Regions from separate parts of the Mus musculus genome. Here regions 1, 2, 3, 5, 6 and 7 are each linked to region 4. The links are chromatin contacts, called in public ChIA-PET, HiCAR-type and HiChIP or PLAC-seq maps. All regions are on one chromosome and are shown on one strand. Each heading gives the region's core, a stretch centred on a gene start, on an enhancer-like site or on the middle of the called end of the contact. The rest is flanking DNA. Distances are from core to core; before and after follow the strand shown. Region 1 has its middle 84 kb from the start of Gm24696. Region 2 has its middle 12 kb from the start of Gm22521. Region 3 has its middle 54 kb from the start of Gm24696. Region 4 overlaps Pvt1 (Pvt1 oncogene). Region 5 has its middle 180 kb from the start of Gm24696. Region 6 overlaps Gm30159 (a long non-coding RNA gene). Region 7 has its middle 40 kb from the start of Gm22521.

Region 1 (2,700 bases), core at 147-2,646, 730 kb before region 4:
TCATAACCTGTGGAGTGGAGATGGAGATAAAATCTTGTTTTGTTTTGCTTTGTTTTATTTTTGTGAGTTTTAAAACTAGATTGACCTCTGGGACTCTCTATGTATCCCAAGATGGCTTTGAATTCTGGGTGATTATCTGGCCTCAGCCTCTCAAGTGCTGATATGACAAGGGTCAGCTACTTAGACTCTCCTAAGGAAAAGTCTTTGGGTTCCAGGTATCATGGGATCTTAAGAAGCAAGTTTCAGGCAGTCAGGTAATGAATACCAAAGTTGCCTATCAAAACATGTTTGAAGAAGAAAATGCAGTCATTTGAGATTTGAGTCAATTTGAGATTCCTTTCTTTTTCATTTTCTCTATGAAGGTTATAGAGATTCCACTTTCTTACCTGCCACATTATGTTCTTCCAGAGAAATGATTTGTCCCATGACATGGAAAAACAATGTTAATCATAAAAAGGAGGCTGCCTGTACCTAGCTGGAAAATTATTACATGAAAAGATCTGTAGGTGTCCCTACTTTTGTTGTCTCAAAATGATCACCTCTTGGGGTTCAATGTTTCCCACCATGAAAACCCCACTGAAAACAGAAACTAGAAAAAATGAACTAGAGGGAAAAATATCTATTTGAATTTTTCTTCTGGTGAACTGACTTTTGTTTTTAGCTATTTTAGGACATTTTCTTGGTAGCTGAAGCATAGCAAACCGATTTGTGTTTCTTTCCCATAGAGACCAAATGTCTTCGAACAACCCCTGAAATGGTGCATGTTACAGGGCATGTACTGCAAAACATTAAAATCAGGGAATAAGAGTTTCAGGGATAGAAGAGGCAGAGGTAGCATCTCCGTTGGAGATAGAGTTCTCATAAGCTATCAAGTGGGCTAAGAAGCCCATGAAGGAGAGAAGAGCCCTCTTCTCCGTGGCTTGTAATATCTAGAAGTGAGTTTGGAAAAAGCCCAGGTAACAGTGAACTGCAGGGTTGATTTTATGAGAACCATGGTCTTTCAGGCAGTGAGGAACTGAGCAAGGTGCATAAACTATCAGATTACTGAGCAGGGAGCTGGAACGAATGTCAGGAGGATGTCTGAGATAGCTCTGACTAACAATAGGTGATGGTTTTTAATTCATGTTTAGAAGACTAGGAAACTATGGTTCAGAGAGGTTATGCATCCTTTCAGCGTTCAAAAGGTATCTCTAGTAGTGAACTTCAGATCACTGCCCATGGAAATGAATCTTTTTTTTCCATTGCTTCACATTGCCCCTCCACTTGTGTGTAAGGGACATGTCATGTGTACTTTGGTCAAGCCTCCAGAAGCTGCGGAAAACACAGGGATTCCCCAGCTACACACCCACCTTCGAAGGGCCTGCTTCAAAGCTGTAGCAGATCATTACCCCTGGGACTTTAGAACTTCCTAATTCAGAGAAATGAAAGCAAAATGACTCACTTTGCATACCTGTACCCAGAACAGAGTGAAACGAAAATGCTGCACCCATTTTCATCTGTAGCCAGATATTTTTAAATACTCCTTTTTGACCCAACACAAAACTAAAACATAGCAACAAAGAAAATAGGCAATAAAGATCACATTTTAAAATTATGATTCTGCAATTACAAAGTTATCATAAGTATTTTGCCATTACAGCCAAGTCAGCAGATTTTCTTTTTCTCTAGTAAGCTAGATGACAGATGTCTTAGTCTCTGAGACCTGTTGTCTTCCATGATAGATTTCAGTCCTGTTATTCTAGCATGAAATGCTCTGTAACTGGTGCATGAGACTGAGAGTGACTCTACTGCATTTACAAGCAGATGACAAAGGTAGAGTTGGCCTGTGGGCCACTATTTGCCATTCTTCAATAGAAAGACTTAAAACTATTTTCTATATGTATAATATCAGATATCCAATACCACATTATGTCTTTTTTTACCTTCATTTATAGCATATCTGTTCTTTAACAGTTTATTCCTGATTCCCATGTGGAAAAATTTTCCTTTCTCCATCCAAACAAGGACACTGAATTGCCTCTACTTTGATCTACAGGTCTAACTTGATAAGGACCAGGATGTTTTAGGTGATGGGAAGCTAAACACAGGATGCTCAAGGCTCTCAGCCCTCTTATCCTTCACTTACTCAGGCCAGATGGCCCTCCTCACCATTCTCAGCTCAGGCCCAGCTCCAAGCAGAAGGCAGGAGTGGAACCCATTATCTTTCCCACTGTCTGTTCCCACTTCCTGTGCTCCTCTCATCTGGATGGAATGTGAGTCCTCTGACTTCCTGTTTCTCTGCTTACAGAAGCTCCTAAATGTCACTTTCAGCTTAACCTTCTTTCTGCTTTTTTTTTTCCCCTCACTTTTATTTCAAACCTTTGACTGATAACATTTTATTGGGTAAACATAAGTTTTAATGAGCTTTGCTTACTTAAGACTTCCCATCCTGTGGCTCTTTGTTAAGTTACCTGGTCAGAGACAGGCAGTTTACGGGAATATGTAAAGAAGCCAGGAGCTTTGTGGGGAATAGGGACCAATAGGGTCTGTGGTGTAGACAGTCAAATTCAGATTTCCAACAACTTACTAGCCAAAGAAGTCTAGTAATAAGTTAGTATGGATTAAGTTTACTTAGTATCTTTCAGTTGCAATACTGCATTTAGCTAATTTATTACTTCAGCCAAGTGTGTTATTTTTATTCTTCCAAGATATAGGATCAGA
Region 2 (2,700 bases), core at 48-2,547, 610 kb after region 4:
ACGTAGGGCTTCATGCACCTAGACAAATATGCTTATCAATTGAGTGGCTTCCAACCCTGGCCTTAATTTTCATTATATTAAGTATGGCACTTAATCTTAACATCTCCATATATGTATGCTCTATTTTAGTCTTAACTACTTTCCCCTCCCATTACACTTCATTACTCCCTTACCTTATTTCTACTTCCACATCTCTGACAGCACCTCCTCCTTTATATTACCATGGCCCTTTTCCTCTCCCAGAGGCTACACATGGGAAGAACCACGTGATACGTCTATTTTATGGACTTCCTATCTCACTTAACATAATGATCTCCATTCCTAAAAATGATAGGGCTTCGTTATCCTCAGCAGCTGAGCAAAGCTTTATTGGGCATATGCACCATGTTTTCTGTATCAGTTCATCTGCAAGTGGGTAACTGGGCAGATTCTACAGATCTGATGTAGATAGTGCATAAAGACACATGGGCATGAAGATATCCTTATAGGAAGTTCATATTACTTTTTGAGTATATTCTTTTGAGAACTATGGATATTTTCTTTTTTATTGTTTTAAGAACCTCCATATTAATTTTCATTGTCAGCTATACATTTTAAGATGATGAAAATGGCTATAGTTGGATAAAGGTGATAATTCAAACTTGTGAATATAGTAAAAATAACTATAAATTAATTAACTGTAAAAGTAAATGATTTCTATTGCAAGGGTGAACTTTACAGTGTGTGAGGCTGTGGATACAGCTCAAGATATGGCTATGGCTGTGGATATGGCTCTGGCTATGGCTGTGGATATGGCTCTGGCTCTGGCTGTGGATATGGCTCTGGCTCTGGCTGTGGATACGGCTTTATTACTACTGAAATTTGATGAATAAATCAGTTTTGTTTTGTTTTAGATCAGACTTTCTCAGAAATATTATAGGCAGTCACAAACATTTTGGATTTAATCTTCTGTTTTCTCACAAGCTGCAGACCACAATTATTGCTCCTTATCCAGTGGCTGGCTTTTCTAGAAGGAAGAACTAGATAATTATTGGCAAATTTGCCAGATGGGTGAATTCACAAATTATGGAAGATATTCTTTTGGGTTTTGAGCCTTAAGAAATGAATGATAAGTATATTTATCTCTGTGGGCTACATTTCCATTTCAGCCAGCAGTGTAGCTTAAATTCAAGTGATTTGGCTATGATACAAATAGCATACATTATATGCAAATTTCCCAAGCATATGAACACAATCACATTCACAGTTGGAAGAAAGTGAAACAAAAATCTATATTTAACCACACAGTCACTTATGCTAAAAATACCATCTTTCAAGACACATCTCATTTTTCCAGTGGTTGGAAAATAAACTTCATAGTATGCTCTCCGTGGCACTGATGATCAATTGTAAAATTATGGCATAAAATTTTAATCTGCTATTTTCCCCCTCTGAGCAATTGATTTTTTTTTTCAAAGCAGTGAAACTGTGGCTTTCTCCCATTTCCAGGCCTTTGAGCTAGTGATTATTCTAAACACCTGTTTTGCTCTCAAAATAAAAGGATTCCAAAATATGTATGGTGATGCATGACTACTTGCTATTTAGTACTTGTGTATGTTGGGGACATATCCACTCAGATGAAACCTGGGAAATGCATTTGTTTTTCTTGTTCAGCCTCCATTACTACTGCTCTCCCCTTGAGATACTTCAAAGCTCATCTGCTAATAAAACTCAGTTTTGACAAGGGGGGGGGGAGTAAAGTACTGAGCTTTTAAATCTTAATATTCCCAACACCCGTTTTCCTTTATCCTCCTCTGGCGATAGAAGCCATCAAAACAAGTTTATGGTTTATAAAGACACCTCCATGCTGCCTTTAAAAAAATGATGCTGTATCTGTGATTTAGGATGTTCTTCGACTGAAGAGGGGACCCCAGAATACTCTTTATATAAATGCTGGATGGCAGTACCTTTAGAAGCCTTTGACAGTATGGCAGGTGGTAGGGTGGGGATGGAAGACTTAAAGTATATTAGCATATTAAAGTCCTAAGGTATATAAGAACACCACTTTTTCATGTTTAGAAAAGTGACTAATAGGTTAAAAAAATCGAAAGTATGATCTTGGCACCAGAACCTAATGGAGATACTAAAGTTTATGTTTCTCACTGTATCTGTCCATTAATATACAAAATATATCTTCAGGATCTATATGACTCTCAATTTCATTTGACATTTTTTTTTTTTGAAGTTGGAAATGTTTTCTCTTCAGGTATTTTTTTTTTTCTGGATAATTTAGTCTACTCTCCTAGCCTTAGAAATGTATGTACCACAATATTTTAGACATGATTCGGGCTAATTACTTCTTGTTATTGGTGAAATACAATTCTTGTTCTCAGTAATTTCACACAAAAAAGTGTTCTTGTCATTGTCACGATCATTGTCATCATCATTGTCATTGTCATCACCATCATCATCTGCCATGGGTTGGGCACTTTCTTTCAAAGAATAGTGTAGGTATTCCAGCTCCTTATGTATTTTGGTTCAAGTACATAGCTATAAAATGACTCTCCCATGCTGCTTCTTAGTGAAAATGAATCTGGAAATACCGCTCTCTTGTCCCTGATAAAGGGTAAATGGAAACTAAAAATGGAGCAAACTCTTGCATTGATCCTTTTCAGTCTCCAACAGTCAACTTCATTCCTCCTGTTTAACATAAAATATGGG
Region 3 (2,700 bases), core at 77-2,576, 760 kb before region 4:
TCCTTGCATTTGACAGAAAATTTACTTAAGAAATATTTGATACTTGTGAGTAAAAGATTATCAACTCTTAGAAATCTATAGATTTATAAACAAGTGTTCTTCAACATTGTGTTCCTTCTGAAAACTGGAATCTAATTTATAAAAGATAGTGTAAGGTATTCAAACATTTTAAATTACAGAATTACTAGAAGAATGAATGAATTCAGGATTGGGTCACACACTGGCCACCGGGGAGAGGTTTTAAATGGTACAGTGAAAAAACTCTGCAAATATGAGACAAGGTTATTTGCTACCTAGGGCAGTCATCTTGGAAAAAAAGAGGTTAACACTCCAGTTTTGAGTAGTCTAAGAGTTGATTCAGTGAAGGAGGATCTGAAAGTTTCAAGAGACCTTTCCTGAGTTTAAAAGATAGACCTTTAGGACATGTCAGGTATACCTCATTCCCGAATGTTTGAGCTTCTGATTTTTATCATGCTTCTCTTGATAATCAGCTTTAGACAGTGTTTAGTGCACTCAAGTAGCTCCATGCAGCTCCTGAAGGGCAGTCTTCTCTGGAAACAGCCATGTCCATTGTATACATGGACGTTTCCAAGTTGGGTTTGGTTTTATCAGAAGATTTGACTGAAGTAGTCAAGGGAAGTAGTCAAGGTTTCTGTTGGTGCCTGGAGGAACTGTATTAGTCTATTACAGAGTGTTTATGTACCTCAGGATGTTTTATTATGACTTTGGTTCAACTTCGATGTCCCATTTTGCTGATCCACCTGAAATACAAATGGTAAACAACTGCTTCAACTCTGGATGCTGCCTCACCTCCAACTCTGCAAGAAGCTGATCCATAATGATGTGAGTGAAGCATTAGGTTCCAAGAGACTGAACCTGAGATGGATTGATGTTAAGCTGGAAAATAAATGGAGGATAGAGGGGATATCGTTCAAATGTCAGAGAACATTTAAAAAAAAAAAAAAAGGTGCGTCTGCTTTGTATGCAAGAAAAGCAGATGAAAAGAAAAAGAGGCCCCGTGTTTCCAGCCCAAGATCCAGCACTGATAGATTGTGGCATTTTTGAGAAATCACTTAAGACTTCTGATTCTTTTTTGTTCAAAATGTATTATTATTTCTATATTATTCTTAAAATTCAACTAAGAGTTTAACAACCGAAACATCTATCTTAGTGTTTCAAGAAGTACATGGCCTACACATTTGTTAATACAACCTTCTCATTAATCCCATGGAAAGCAAAATATTATTCTGATTTGAAACAAAAACTCTTATGTGCAGAAGCCTCTTCAGTTCACACACCTGGGGAAGTGTCTGTGGTATTGTGGTGGCCTACCTACTCAACGTTCTCCTTTAGAGTTCTCTGACACAGGGGCCATGCTCCAGGGAGCATGGTCTGTGTGGAAAATAAGTCAACGTTCTATAAATACCTAAAGGCACCAAAATATCTTTCAATGTGGGACTCTAGTAAGAAATGCAGATTGCAGCAATGACTCCCACTACACTTTTGTGGCTCCATATGAACATAGAACAATAATTTAAAAAGGAAAAAAAACAGTGTCTATATTTCCTTGAACTGTGTTGCTGCTATTAAGTCAGTAAAGCAGGTGAAGTCACAGGGCCTCTTTAATAGACTGGAAGGCCTCATCAATCCTATTCCCCAATTTTATCATCAAACTACAGAAGGTAAATGGAAAGAGTAGAGAAGATATTACACACAAATGCAGAAAACTCACTTCTCTATAGATATGGATGTTTACTAAAAAATAATGGAGACTAGAGGGAAAAGAATGGGTCATCTCCTCTAATGCTCAGCCTGAATACTCAGCTGGGCAGGACCAAGGAAAGGGTTACGATGGTGAAGAATTCAAAAAATCATGGATTCTCAGATTCATGTAAAGACAGGATGAGTTAACATTGCTGGGAAACTTTAACTCATGTGAATCACTCTTGTCTTCATTCTGGCAATTTAGTCCCTGTTCTAAAGTCAAACAAATTAGGTTAGCAAGTTCTTCCTGTTGTAGGTCCAGGTAGGAGAGAAGTAGGTACTTGCATCTCTCTCTAGCCCAAGTGATGAATCTGCCTATTGTCTTCCATGAACCATTTCTCTATACTCAGGCTTCTCAAACTTTTCTATGTATGTCAGAATGATCTCGGGATCTTTTAAAATCATATCCTGATGCATTAGTCAAGAGATACCCCCAGCATTTAGAATTTCTAACAGGCTCCCAGATGCTATTGCTGTGGATTGATCCATTTAGCATAATGAACAATGGGGCCTAGGAATAATGGTCTCCATGTTCAAATGTGATGGCATAATAATGAACTCAGTTCTGCAGTCCATCCAGTACATGTTAAGGGCAAGAGAATTCTTCATAGAGCATAAAAACTGTAGAGGTCATTTGAAATACAAACACAAAATCCTAAAGATGAGAAACAATCATAGTCCTCTGGGTTTTCATAGACATATTGGAAGGATCTAAGACTTCAGAACTAGAAGTAGTGTCTTATTCCAAGAAAGTTCTATTCCAAGTTCTTTTCCTTCTATCTCCAACAATTCTATCCTTCAAGAATTTCTTATCATCTCATAATGGACTCAGAAAGCAAATCTAATATTTGAGTCATCTCTGCTATGGATGCATCATCTCTGCTTATGTATGTGTGAGTTTCACTGAGTAATTTACACATACAAAATGAAAGTTAC
Region 4 (2,700 bases), core at 117-2,616:
GTTTTGCTTATGCTATTTCATGAATAGTGTGCTGGGGGAACAAAGATAGACCATGTATGACTCTAATGGCCTAGGACTTAGGCACACACTGCAACAAACATGAAGATCTGAACCTTTTTCATAGCTCCTGCTCATTAGTCATAGTTGTGAGCCTTGAATCCCATACTCTTGTCGATGCATTGTTTCCTCATCTATAGGGATGTTACCTGCCTTACTAGAGCTTTTATGTGATAACACAGAGCCTTGAGAATCCATCATTAAAAACAAAACAAAACAAAAACCCAAATAAACAAAGTAAAAAAACAAACAAAACAAAACAAAAACAAATAAAAAACTACCCTCGTTGGCCTGTAACTTTCCATCTAACCCAGGCTAGCCTGAATTACTAATCGTCATATCTCAGTTGCCTGAATGCTGGGGTTACAGGCCTGGGCCACCACAGATGGGTCATGAGATCCTGCATCTTACATGCTGAATTTTTCTCTGAGGCAGGTATCAGTGTGTAGGTTAATAAGCAGGATGCTTACTCTGGAGTACATTGGGATCAACAATTGTGAAACGCATGGAAGGAATCAGGATTGGAAGGAGCCATCAAGCTGTGAAGGTGTCTGAGCATAGCATAGCCTCAGAGAGAGCTCTGCATAGACCACACTAGAATGCTCTTTGAGAACTGTCCTGAATTGTGGTGGCATGACGGTTGATCAGTGACAATGTAGCTTTGCCTGGAAGGATACTTGAGTCTGACCCTGTTCAGCTAAAGTTGTCTCCAAAGAAGCTGGCAGCTGAGTGTCAGTTGGTTGTACCAAGCAACTGTTTTTAATGATGGATGCATGGTACCTAGCACAAAATAAGCAATCAGTATTTAGGGAATGTTTTCACCCAAGCACTATTCATTCAGCAAGTGGTTACTATTTGGACAATGTTCTACTACTGAGCTCCTTATACGAGTCGTGCACCATGGCTACAAATAGGAAGTTTATAATATGAGGTAGGTTCAACACTGGCTTCCTGGAAGAGTAGACCTGGAGATGTGACTTCCTGGATCATGGGCCCTGGGACTCGGTATTTCCTTGTCTTTCTAGAAGATCATTTCTTGAGATGAGGTGCGAGGTGTCTCAGGGGTGGGACTCTCCATCACGGCCCACCTGATGGTGCACCTGTGCACCACGGGAAACTCCCTGCTAAACTTACATTAACTGTTTGAATTCCCAGTAGCTTGGAACTTCCCCAGGGGTCCCATTGGCTCTGTGACTTTCCATCACTTAAGTAATTGGAGGATGGAGCCGAATGGAAATAATCTATACGCTTTCTTCTGTGAGTCACCAAAAACTACAGCCCAGAGTGTGTGTAACTGCTTGACTTACTTTTCCTGTATGCAAATGAGCTGTCATTACAGTTCAGTAAGTAGAGACTCTACAGAGTGAACATGAGACCATTATAGTTTCTATTTGAAAAAGACAGAGATAGCTTGGTACAACTGTCTGCCTTGGCAAGAGCCCTTGGTAGAAAGTGCTTTTGGGTTGGGACCTTACAACTCTTTGGGAAGTGTTTGTTGGTACACTCTGGCCCCATTTTCCAGCTCTTGCCTTGACCAAGACATAGCAGGAAGTAGATGATCTCTAGTGTGGGGTAGGTTGTTTTTATCTCCACAAGTCACCCAGGTGATCAGAGAAGCTTTCCGGAAAGCAATGGCTTTGATGTTCTGGGTGACAAGCTGTGAGTGTGCGGCAGGAAAGGAGGGTTTTGAGGTTGGAGAAATGAAACTACTTTGGGTGGTGACTTCATCACTTGACACCCCTATGGTAGGAAGGTTCTTATAAAAGAAAGGTGAATGCAAGGGTAGGTATGAAAAGGAAAGTTTGAGGTGGACAACAGTGAGATGACGGGCTTCTCATGGTTCAGGGAAATCTACCGGCACCATCGACCTTCTAGGACCCTTCTTCCTCCCACACTTCACCGAATCCTCAGTTTCACCAGTGACCATGTTTACACCTGTTATCTGCTCCATTCTTCGCACATGATGTTACCCTGACCCCATGTGTGCCTACTGCTCAGGGAGCTTGGCTTAGAAACCAGAGTTCTTGGGACAAATAGCCTTTCTCCATAGAATCATAGTGGCCCTCACTGACCTGAGAGCATCCCGTCTTCCAGTTCCCAGTTTGTAGAAGCTATACCTTCCCCTACCCCTCCGAGCTTCTCCTCTGTGGAGCCCCAATGTTCTGTTCATGGCTCTTCTGAGCCTTGGCTTCTTAAGCCCTAACTGGGACTGATAGCAGTCCCTGCCATTCTCTTTAGGTCACCGCTGTGCAGAGGAAAGGCTTCACACACTGCCTGAGTTGCATTTCTTGAGGGTGTTTTTCCTCGATGGCTTTTTTTTTTTTTTTTTAGCTGTGCTGGGGAGTCAAGGATATATGACCTCACCAATTAGTGATCAAATCTTTGACACCCTTAGGTGTTACCCAGGATACTAGTTTAGCCATTTGGAACCAGGTGTGTCTAACCTGTGGCCAATAGGCCACTTGAGTCTTACGATAGCTGTTAATGCAGTTCACTACTTTCATAGATGACACTATCATATCGCAATAGCAAAAGGTTGGACAGCTCTGTAAGATTTAGCCCATCTATCTTCTGAAAACAGGAATATGTGCAAGGAATGAGTGACTGCTGTGTGCCAGGGAAGAAACATGATGCTGCGTGGGA
Region 5 (2,700 bases), core at 120-2,619, 630 kb before region 4:
CCTCATCTCAGGCTACAGAAATGGCATGTACCCTTTAAGAAGATCCTTAGGTAACTCGGTGAGTTTGTTAAAATGTAAGAAGCATTAACTAAACTAGTGTGTTCTGGTTATACAAATCTGGTCCCCCACTGAACTGGATCCAGAATCTAAGCACAATGCTATGCAAATACTTGAATCCCTAAAGCTTTCAAATCTCTCAACAAAAGATCTTTGGAATGAGTAAGACAAAATTAGGGTCTTAGACATGCCAATAAATTAGTAGTAGACTCAAAATAAGTCCTTGTCAAAGACCCAACACCGTCCATTTGGACAACATCCTGAGATAAACTCTACTGTCCCAAGATACCAGAGCTGTTAGGTGCTGTGGAGTATTCTATGGTAAAAGAACAAGCACTGGCTGGATGGTGGTGGCCCACGCCTTTAATCCCAGCACTCGGGAGGCAGAGGCAGGCAGATTTCTGAGTTCAAGGCCAGCCTGGGCTACAAAGTGAGTTCCAGGACAGCCAGGGCTATACAGAGAAACCCTGTCTCAAAAAAAACAAAAAAACAAAAAAACAAAACAAAACAAAACGAAAAACAAGCACTACTTTCAGACTCCTGATCCTTCAGGGAAGGCAGACAATTACACAACACCAAGACTGAGTAGATACAGGAGGCAGGAAGAGAGCAGATGATCACCAGAAGAGACCCCTGGTCCTCTGGCTTCCTAACCTATTCACCACCAATTTCTAAACTTGACTATACAAAAATTATAATAATCAACTAAGAAATATTAAAACCTAACCAAACAGCTCTGCAGATGAGACCAGGATATTGTGTGTGTGTGTGTGTGTGTGTGTGTGTGTGTGTGTGTGTGTGTGTGTGTGTTTCCACTCTGCTTTATGCGATCCTAATACAAAGCAAGTGTTAGGGTGAAAACCTGCCATTCTACTGTTCTCAGACCTGATTCTAGCAGGGGTGGGGCACGTTTTATACAAGGCATTCTCCATCCACAACCATTATGTAACTTAGTTCACGTGTCAGCCCTGTAAAATAGAAAATAACAAGAGCGAGGTATTTAGTCCATTTAATAAGTAGACAAAACCTGAACCCTAGGGAGGTAAAGTCGCAAGCCCATACTGAAAGCTCTTGGCCACGTGTCTTGTGACTTGCCCTATGTTGGTTGGAGTGGGCATGCACGTATCTGGAGCAGGATGAAAGGCAAGGACAAGCTTTGCTCTGTGCTTTCTGCTCCTCTCTGGCCTAACGGGTGGGAAGGACTTCACTAACAGGTGTTGGCCTGTTGGAATATCCCTGTTTAGGGATATGACAGTCATGAGCCCTCTGAGGTTCGGCACCTGAGAAAGAGGAAGTAGGAGCAGAGCGTGAATCAGAAGTCATGTGACCAGATACCCTTGAGCAAACTCTGTGAGAAAAGGAAGGCTGCAAATAGCTCAAGCCTTTAAGAATTTTCCTCAAAATCAATCAGGAGTCACATTCTGATCAGAAGGGCAGATAGCAGGTCGTGAGGACTGCGACATTCTGGGGTTTCATTTCTTCTCCATGCAGCCACCACAAGCTGTGTTGGACTGGTGTGAATGGGGCCCCCCTTTTACCTGAGTTTGCTTAAAAAGCAAACACGGAAACATTTGCTAAGCTCCCTTCTCTCCTGTCTCTCAAAGCAGCCCAGGAAGTAAGGTTGGCTAAAAGAGGCCTCCAGCAAACATAAACATAGACAGGAAGGCGTTCAGAGTGGGGGATGGGGAAAAAGGCCTTTCTTCCTTTCTTGAAAGAAAGAAAGAAAGAAAGAAAGAAAGAGAGAGAGAGAAAGAGAGAGAGAGAGAGAGAGAGAGAAAGAAAGAAAGAAAGGAAGGAAGGAAGGAAGGAAGGAAGGAAGAAAGAAAGAAAGAAAGAAAGAAAGAAAGAAAGAAAGAAAGAAAGAAAGAAAGAAAGAAAGAAAGAAAGGGAGGAAGGGAGGAAGGAAGGGAGGAAGGAAGGAAGGAAGAAAATCTCATCACTGTTTTTCTCCCATGCTGTACCTCAGAAATAAACTTATCTACTTGGGAATATGTCCTATGTATATTTCATTCCACTCTTGGCAGAAATAATTTTCGGTTCTCAGAATCGAGCAAGGCAGCGAATGGTGAGGGGAGGGCTGGTTGCCTCCTGCTGTGAGGAATGACACACAGAGTGGGGTACACAGGAGGGCTGACATTACACAATCCGCACATCAGCATTTCTGCTGCAGGCAGAAAGCTACTCCTGAGGGACACATGTTCTAAACTAGCAGAAAATAAATGCTGCTTTGAAATTAACCATCTCAGCCTATGACTTTTCCTGGTGAAACAGCCTCTCTGGGGTTATTTTTCAGGGTGATGTGTATGGGCACATACAGGCTACTGCATAAAGGGATTGATTTCAAAAGGTGCTGGGTCCTCATTTTCATAAATAAATAAACTCTCACTGGCCATCGGAATACGATTATATTTGGAACAAAACTCCTAAATATAGAGCCATTATCTGAAGTCACACGACCGACACCAGTCTTAAAACTTCATGTTGTCAGTTGGAAAAAGGCAAGTTTCTGGATCGAAATAGGGTTGGGAATGTGTGGCTTCTCAGCAAATATCATGGCCTCCTTTTGCTGTTTCAGGCAAGTGGGGCCAAATGACTTTCTCTGTATTAGGCAAACAAGTCTCAGTTACACACACACACACACAC
Region 6 (2,700 bases), core at 123-2,622, 950 kb after region 4:
TGTTTATTCTGTTTTGCTTTTGGTTAGGGTTGATTTATACAAGAACTTTGGGTTCACTTTAGAAAAACATGGATTAGTAGAACTATGAATTATTCTTGATAGGTAAAAATCAGATGAGATAAAAGTGTAGAGGTTTTCCTCATTTATGAGCTCCTCTCATTTTCTGATGTAACTGAAACTCAGGAAGCTAGGATGAGTAGGCCAAGTGTTGGGGAGTGGAAATTCAAAAAGGGGTTGTTTGTTGAGGATTTGATAACAGCCAAGAACTTCATAGAAACTATAACTTAATCCAAATGACTTTAGGGATAGTTAGATTTGTATTTGCTTTATAAATGAAATTAGGGCTCAGAGATGCTATGGTCACCATACTTGCACAGACTGCACATATTTAGAGCCTGAAAAGTGTTTATGATGTGGAGGGCAAGTCACATGCAAATCTCTGTCACTTGAAAGCTCCTAATTTGGTTTAGGTTTTTAATTGGCTCCGATTGTCTGAGAGATCTGAAGTGGGAAAATGAATACATGTGTTTAAGGACTATGATTTCAGCAATTAGTACAGTGTTTACATTTAATAGCTATTTATAAACATTTCATGAAACTATGCTTTAGATTATTGGAGTTTTATTATAATAACCCAGTCATGCCAATAAATATGATTCTTATAGAAAGAAGAGATCACTGTTTGTATATATTCTGCCCTCAAGGAAAATAGAAGACATCCTGCATCAAGTTAAGTTATTAGACAGGGAAAATAAGTGAAGTCTCAGCAACTATAACAAACTTGGGCCATAGTCAAGTTGAAAGCAGACATGAATGGGTGGAAGATCATCCAGTTAATGCCAAAGATGAACAGGAAGAATATGCTCATGCCGTTATAAACATTGCACACATGCTGGGTTGAACCTGTATTAATTACCATGACAAAATAACAAAGATGTGTAACTTAAGAGAGAGCTTATTAAGACTTATAATTTAAGGGTACAGTCTATAACTGAGGAGAAAGAATAAATAAGGAACATTTTGCAGCCAATTATGCTGTGTGGACAGTCAGAAAGTAGAGAAGGTCAGGGTTCCACAGACTTTCCCCTTTTACTCACTCCTGGATCCTATGCCATTAAATGGTGTCACCCATATACTGGGTCAACGTTGTTTCTCTGTAAACCTTTCAGGACCTTCATGTGACCTTTCCCCCATGGTCACATGAAGTGGTCTGTTCCCATAGTGATTCTGAATCCAGTAAAGTTGACAATTAAGTAGAGTGCTGCAAATGATTTTCTCAGAAAAGTTCTACATGAAACCAAACCGAAAGAGAAAGCAGCAAAAGGCAAGCAGGAAATAGTTGCACATAGGAATTCACAGCGATTGAGATAGCATGCACAAGACACATGGAAGCTCAAGACAGTCACAATTCCAGCATGCCTGGTGAGTTTTGGATGCCTTCCCCCAAGCCACTGGGCCATCTCTACTCATAGGCTTAGGTCTAATTGAGAGGCTCATGCAGCAGCTGTCCCTCCTCTAGCTTCAGTCACATAGTTCCTGTACCAGCTTAGTCTAATACAGGATAGACTCATACACCACACACACAAACATAGATAGGTATTCACATGACCAGCTAACATGGCCAAACACAAACTACATAAAAGGACAAGCATGCATGTCCTCTTTGAGTCCAATTAGTCCTTTAGAAACGTTCTCCAGTGAAAATTACCTAGGTGAACCCCATGACAGAGAATTTAAAAGAGTATTCATGAAATTTACCAAAGAATTTGAATATTCTAAAGATAACTTGAGAAAACAGCTTAATGAACTTAAAATGGATACAAATAAATGTCTGAATTTCTTGTTTTAAATATATTATTTTTTATTTGTCTATTTATTTATTTACTGATATCAGCTCTCCTCTTCCAAATATGCCCTCATGCAGATCCTCCCCCCATTCTTCCCTCCTTGACTCCTCACACACTATACCTCCCTACTCGCCTCCCCAGCACATCAAGTAACTACAGTACTAGGCACATTCAGTCCCATTAAGGCCAGACAAGGTGGTCAAGTTAGAGGAAATGGGAACTGCAGCCAGGCAGGCAATGGATTCAGGGATAGCCCCCACTCAAGTTGTTAAGGGACCTGCCTGAAGACCAAGCTGTACACCTGTTACATATGTACAGGGGCCTAGGTCCAGCCTATGTTTGTTCTTTGCTTTATGGATAGTTCAGTCTCTGAGGGTCCAGATGCCTGAATCTTCTTCAAGAAAACAGAAATAGGTGGCTAAATGAAATGATGAAGACAATTCAAGATTTGAAAACTGAATTTAAGGATGATATAGAAATATTGAAGAGAATTCAAGCTGAGTTCATTTCATCTCTGAAATGAAGATGAAATTGAAAAACCCAGTAACTCAATTAAAATGCAGAAAAGACATCTTTCAGTAGGAAAAATAAGAATATAGAATAACAATACTTAAAGTACAGAAGTAGGGATAGTCCAAAGTATGAAAAGAAAGATTAAATGAAGAACTGTGGGATACCACAAATGGAGTAATCTTTGGTTATAGACAGAGATGAAAGAGAATAATGCTGGGTTAATGGTACAGACCAGATAATCAAGAATATAATAGAATAAAACTTCAAGTTAATAAAACATAGACCCATACAGATATAAAAAGAGAAAACACCAAATAGATGGGAACAGAAAGGAAAAGGA
Region 7 (2,700 bases), core at 195-2,694, 580 kb after region 4:
TTTTCTTTCTTTAAAGTTCTTCTTCCTGCTATGTGGCTGACCTCGACACTGATTTAGCACAAACAGCATGGCTTTCCTCTTCCTCACATCCATCTTCCTCCTGTAGGCTGATGCCCAGATTAACAGCCTGCCTGCCCTGGTGTTTTTCTTTTGAATTCTCATAAAAAATCTTGTGAACTTTCACAAGTTTCCTTATATTGTGAGCAGAATTGGAACTACTGCATTTACCACTGATTTGCATAGAGTTTACACTAATATATACTTACAAACAGTAAAGTCCATGTGTCTGTGTGTGAACATATTTATACATACAACTTTGTGAAGTGCATGCCTATGTGTGTCTATATAGAAAGATGAATGATCGACAGGTTTTATTCTTGATATTGTTTTACAATTCACTGCCATTGTATTTAGTTCCCAAAGGCCTCCAAAGTAGGAGTGTCATCTAGCTTTCTACTTTCCTCAGGCTTAATGATGCATTAACCTTTAAAAAAAATACTATGTCCATTCTACCAAGAAGAAAATGGAAACACCTGTATTTGGTAGGCCACCAAAGTATTATCACAAAAGCCCATGTTGACTCAGCTCTTCTCATGCCTTAAGTCATACAAAACTAAAGCATGGAATGAAAGATGTTGATGGGGGTATGTAGAGGACGGCTTTGAAGCTATCCTGGACAACTGTGCATATGCGCGCACATGTGTGTGTGTTTGTGAGTTTGCGTGTGCATGTGCCTATGTGATATGTAGATAGCCCTTTTCTAAAAGAAAAAGTTGTTTCCCTGTGCTTAGGACTATAGAATAAAAAACTGGAGAAGAATGAGTTTATAACCAGACTCTATCATTTAATAGTTGTATAAGTTAAAATAAGCTCAAGACCAATGTAGGCTTTAAATTTATCACTAATAAAATGAAAATGAGATTAATAAGAAGACATGGGTTTGTGGACATGGTTAGAAGAGAGATTTGCATTGAAGGCTGTTTGCATTACACCTTTTTCTCAGAACTCACTCAACATAGCTACTGTTGTTGTTACTCTTACTCCCTCTTACTCCCACTTCCTACTTTCCTTTAATCTCATCTTTTCTCATGTTTGGCTTGCATACACACTCTCCCCTACCCTTCGTCTTAGCTCAGACTTTCAAATATTTTTAAGGGTGCTTTTCTGCCATAGAAGAAGTGAGTAGACCCACAGACTGTATGCAGCATACCTCTACCATTCATTCTGCTTCTATCTTTACATTGCTATCAGATTCACATTTCAAATACCGAGCCATGTCTGACAATCCTCCTGGGGTTAGCTACAATATGAACTTGAACATGGCCTCTGTGCCCTCCTCAAGATTTCTTAGTTATCATGATGTGCCTGACTTCAGAATAGGCAGGGTGCTGTGGGTAAGCAGTAGCAAACCTTCAGAGCTATCAGCATGAAACTAGGTTAAGTTGCATGGAAGAGAGCTCTGAATGAGATCCTATCACTTCCTGTCTGACAGATAGTCTACCACACTGGAGTGGTCTCTATAGCAGTGTTTGGGTCTCACAGTATGTAAACAACCTGCATGCAGGATCCTGTTAGTGTCAATAGCAAAAGGGCAAGATTTAGCATCAGGAACCTGATGCAGCCCTGCAAGGTGAAGACTGGATAATGGCGGGTTAAAAGAAAAAGAAGTAGGAAGTAAGGGAAGGGACAGTTTGACACAGATAGCTGTCATGCGAATACTTGTTAGTGTGGGACTAGTTTCTAGGTATTTCCAATCTGTTAAGAACTTTCTTTTTCTTTTATGAAGCTGTATCATCTTTAAAAATTCCAAATGCTTAATGAATTCTCATAAATGATCCTAAAAGTAAGAGACAATGAATGATTCTCAATTTCCATAGAATTATAGCAGCACTTAGAAATTTTCAGATGGGGTGAGTTTTCATATATCCAAAATTTACAGTAAAAACCACAGTTTTCTGGAAATAAGTGACTCCTCTTCATACTTTAGTACTTGGTGCTATGAGATGCATTTTTTAAACCTAACATATCTCTCATATTTCCTAAACATTTGGGATGATGGCAGAGATTCAATTCAATAATTTGAATCCTTTATCAATTCATGAACATGCTCAGTGTTATGATCAATTTTAATATATATTCATATTCATATTTATGCTAATGCAATATACGCTGGCTTAGTGCTTCTTATGCTTGATTTTAATCTATTTCTTTCCTTTATTCTCAGAAAGGCTCAAAGCAATTACACATTGTTTTGGACAGTATGTCTGCCTGAATACAACCTTTGAGGAAAGCCTGTCTGTTAGAAGAAATAAGTTAAAAACAAGATTGACAAGCCTGAATTTATTTTTGTTGCAAAGCTGTGTTGAACATTTACTGTAGATCAAGTAAATGAGAAGAGTTCCAGATACAGAAATGAATTGTCCCAACCAGACATCTGTCAAACCAACCATAATGCACGATACTAGGATCCCAGTAATAGTGGGAACAAAGTGTTTTTACAGGGTTCATAAACCCACAGAGAAGTCAAAGTGAGGAGTGTACGTTGTATAAGAGAAGAGAGAATGCTCCTATGGGAGAGACTATAGTCTTTTAAGCCAGTTCTAGTATTCATCTTTTTTTCTTTATACTGAAATGGGGAATCCAGAGTGGCCAAGCTTTAATATTTAAATTATAATTTTCTCATTTTAAAAATATTTGTCA

What was found. HiChIP or PLAC-seq counts read pairs in DNA pulled down with a chosen protein or histone mark. ChIA-PET counts read pairs in DNA pulled down with a chosen protein or histone mark. HiCAR-type assays count read pairs that join an accessible place to other places.
Region 1: a CTCF HiChIP or PLAC-seq map of CD8 T cells shows a contact between it and region 4, with 56 times the contacts expected there. The contact joins two enhancer-like sites. A contact is called at or near these places in 1 of 15 datasets of contacts at CTCF or cohesin (CD8 T cells), 3 of 484 Hi-C or Micro-C datasets (B cells, CD4 T cells and Th1 cells) and 2 of 115 datasets of contacts at active chromatin or transcription factors (CD8 T cells and pancreatic cancer cells).
Region 2: a BATF HiChIP or PLAC-seq map of CD8 T cells shows a contact between it and region 4, with 18 read pairs. The contact joins two enhancer-like sites. A contact is called at or near these places in 1 of 15 datasets of contacts at CTCF or cohesin (CD8 T cells), 1 of 484 Hi-C or Micro-C datasets (liver) and 6 of 115 datasets of contacts at active chromatin or transcription factors (the 230-238 cell line, CD8 T cells, large pre-B cells and 2 more).
Region 3: a contact with region 4 is called in an RNA polymerase II ChIA-PET map of memory CD8 T cells, with 296 read pairs. The contact joins two enhancer-like sites. A contact is called at or near these places in 1 of 15 datasets of contacts at CTCF or cohesin (CD8 T cells), 12 of 484 Hi-C or Micro-C datasets (B cells, CD4 T cells, CD8 T cells and 3 more) and 6 of 115 datasets of contacts at active chromatin or transcription factors (CD8 T cells, effector CD8 T cells, memory CD8 T cells and 1 more).
Region 5: a contact with region 4 is called in an RNA polymerase II ChIA-PET map of memory CD8 T cells, with 70 read pairs. The contact joins two enhancer-like sites. A contact is called at or near these places in 5 of 484 Hi-C or Micro-C datasets (B cells, CD4 T cells, CD8 T cells and 1 more) and 4 of 115 datasets of contacts at active chromatin or transcription factors (CD8 T cells, extraembryonic endoderm stem cells, memory CD8 T cells and 1 more).
Region 6: an RNA polymerase II ChIA-PET map of memory CD8 T cells shows a contact between it and region 4, with 4 times the contacts expected there. The contact joins two enhancer-like sites.
Region 7: a contact with region 4 is called in a HiCAR-type map of Th17 cells, with 3 times the contacts expected there. The contact joins two enhancer-like sites. A contact is called at or near these places in 2 of 484 Hi-C or Micro-C datasets (both in liver) and 3 of 115 datasets of contacts at active chromatin or transcription factors (the 230-238 cell line, Th17 cells and regulatory T cells).

What each region holds. Positions count from the first base shown.
Region 1 is chr15:61,440,590-61,443,289 of GRCm38.p6, forward strand. No RefSeq gene overlaps it. Among named protein-coding and RNA genes, the nearest start is that of Gm24696, 84 kb to the left of the region's middle. Within about 2 kb of position 1,397, at least 32 of the 459 cell types and tissues checked have an H3K27ac peak or open chromatin away from gene starts, as enhancers often do. A contact at or near this core is called in B cells, CD8 T cells and Th1 cells, where this site is marked.
Region 2 is chr15:62,779,679-62,782,378 of GRCm38.p6, forward strand. No RefSeq gene overlaps it. Among named protein-coding and RNA genes, the nearest start is that of Gm22521, 12 kb to the right of the region's middle. Within about 2 kb of position 1,298, at least 12 of the 459 cell types and tissues checked have an H3K27ac peak or open chromatin away from gene starts, as enhancers often do. A contact at or near this core is called in CD8 T cells and regulatory T cells, where this site is marked.
Region 3 is chr15:61,410,640-61,413,339 of GRCm38.p6, forward strand. No RefSeq gene overlaps it. Among named protein-coding and RNA genes, the nearest start is that of Gm24696, 54 kb to the left of the region's middle. Within about 2 kb of position 1,327, at least 12 of the 459 cell types and tissues checked have an H3K27ac peak or open chromatin away from gene starts, as enhancers often do. A contact at or near this core is called in CD8 T cells, Th2 cells, memory CD8 T cells and 1 more, where this site is marked.
Region 4 is chr15:62,168,120-62,170,819 of GRCm38.p6, forward strand. The region is part of intron 1 of Pvt1 (Pvt1 oncogene); the gene reads left to right. Among named protein-coding and RNA genes, the nearest start is that of Pvt1, 130 kb to the left of the region's middle. Within about 2 kb of position 1,367, at least 65 of the 459 cell types and tissues checked have an H3K27ac peak or open chromatin away from gene starts, as enhancers often do. A contact at or near this core is called in B cells, CD8 T cells, Th1 cells and 4 more, where this site is marked.
Region 5 is chr15:61,539,667-61,542,366 of GRCm38.p6, forward strand. No RefSeq gene overlaps it. Among named protein-coding and RNA genes, the nearest start is that of Gm24696, 180 kb to the left of the region's middle. Within about 2 kb of position 1,370, at least 70 of the 459 cell types and tissues checked have an H3K27ac peak or open chromatin away from gene starts, as enhancers often do. A contact at or near this core is called in B cells, CD8 T cells and memory CD8 T cells, where this site is marked.
Region 6 is chr15:63,121,954-63,124,653 of GRCm38.p6, forward strand. All of the region lies in intron 3 of Gm30159 (a long non-coding RNA gene), which reads right to left. Among named protein-coding and RNA genes, the nearest start is that of Gm30159, 22 kb to the right of the region's middle. Within about 2 kb of position 1,373, at least 28 of the 459 cell types and tissues checked have an H3K27ac peak or open chromatin away from gene starts, as enhancers often do. A contact at or near this core is called in memory CD8 T cells, where this site is marked.
Region 7 is chr15:62,751,422-62,754,121 of GRCm38.p6, forward strand. No RefSeq gene overlaps it. Among named protein-coding and RNA genes, the nearest start is that of Gm22521, 40 kb to the right of the region's middle. Within about 2 kb of position 1,445, at least 17 of the 459 cell types and tissues checked have an H3K27ac peak or open chromatin away from gene starts, as enhancers often do. A contact at or near this core is called in Th17 cells and regulatory T cells, where this site is marked.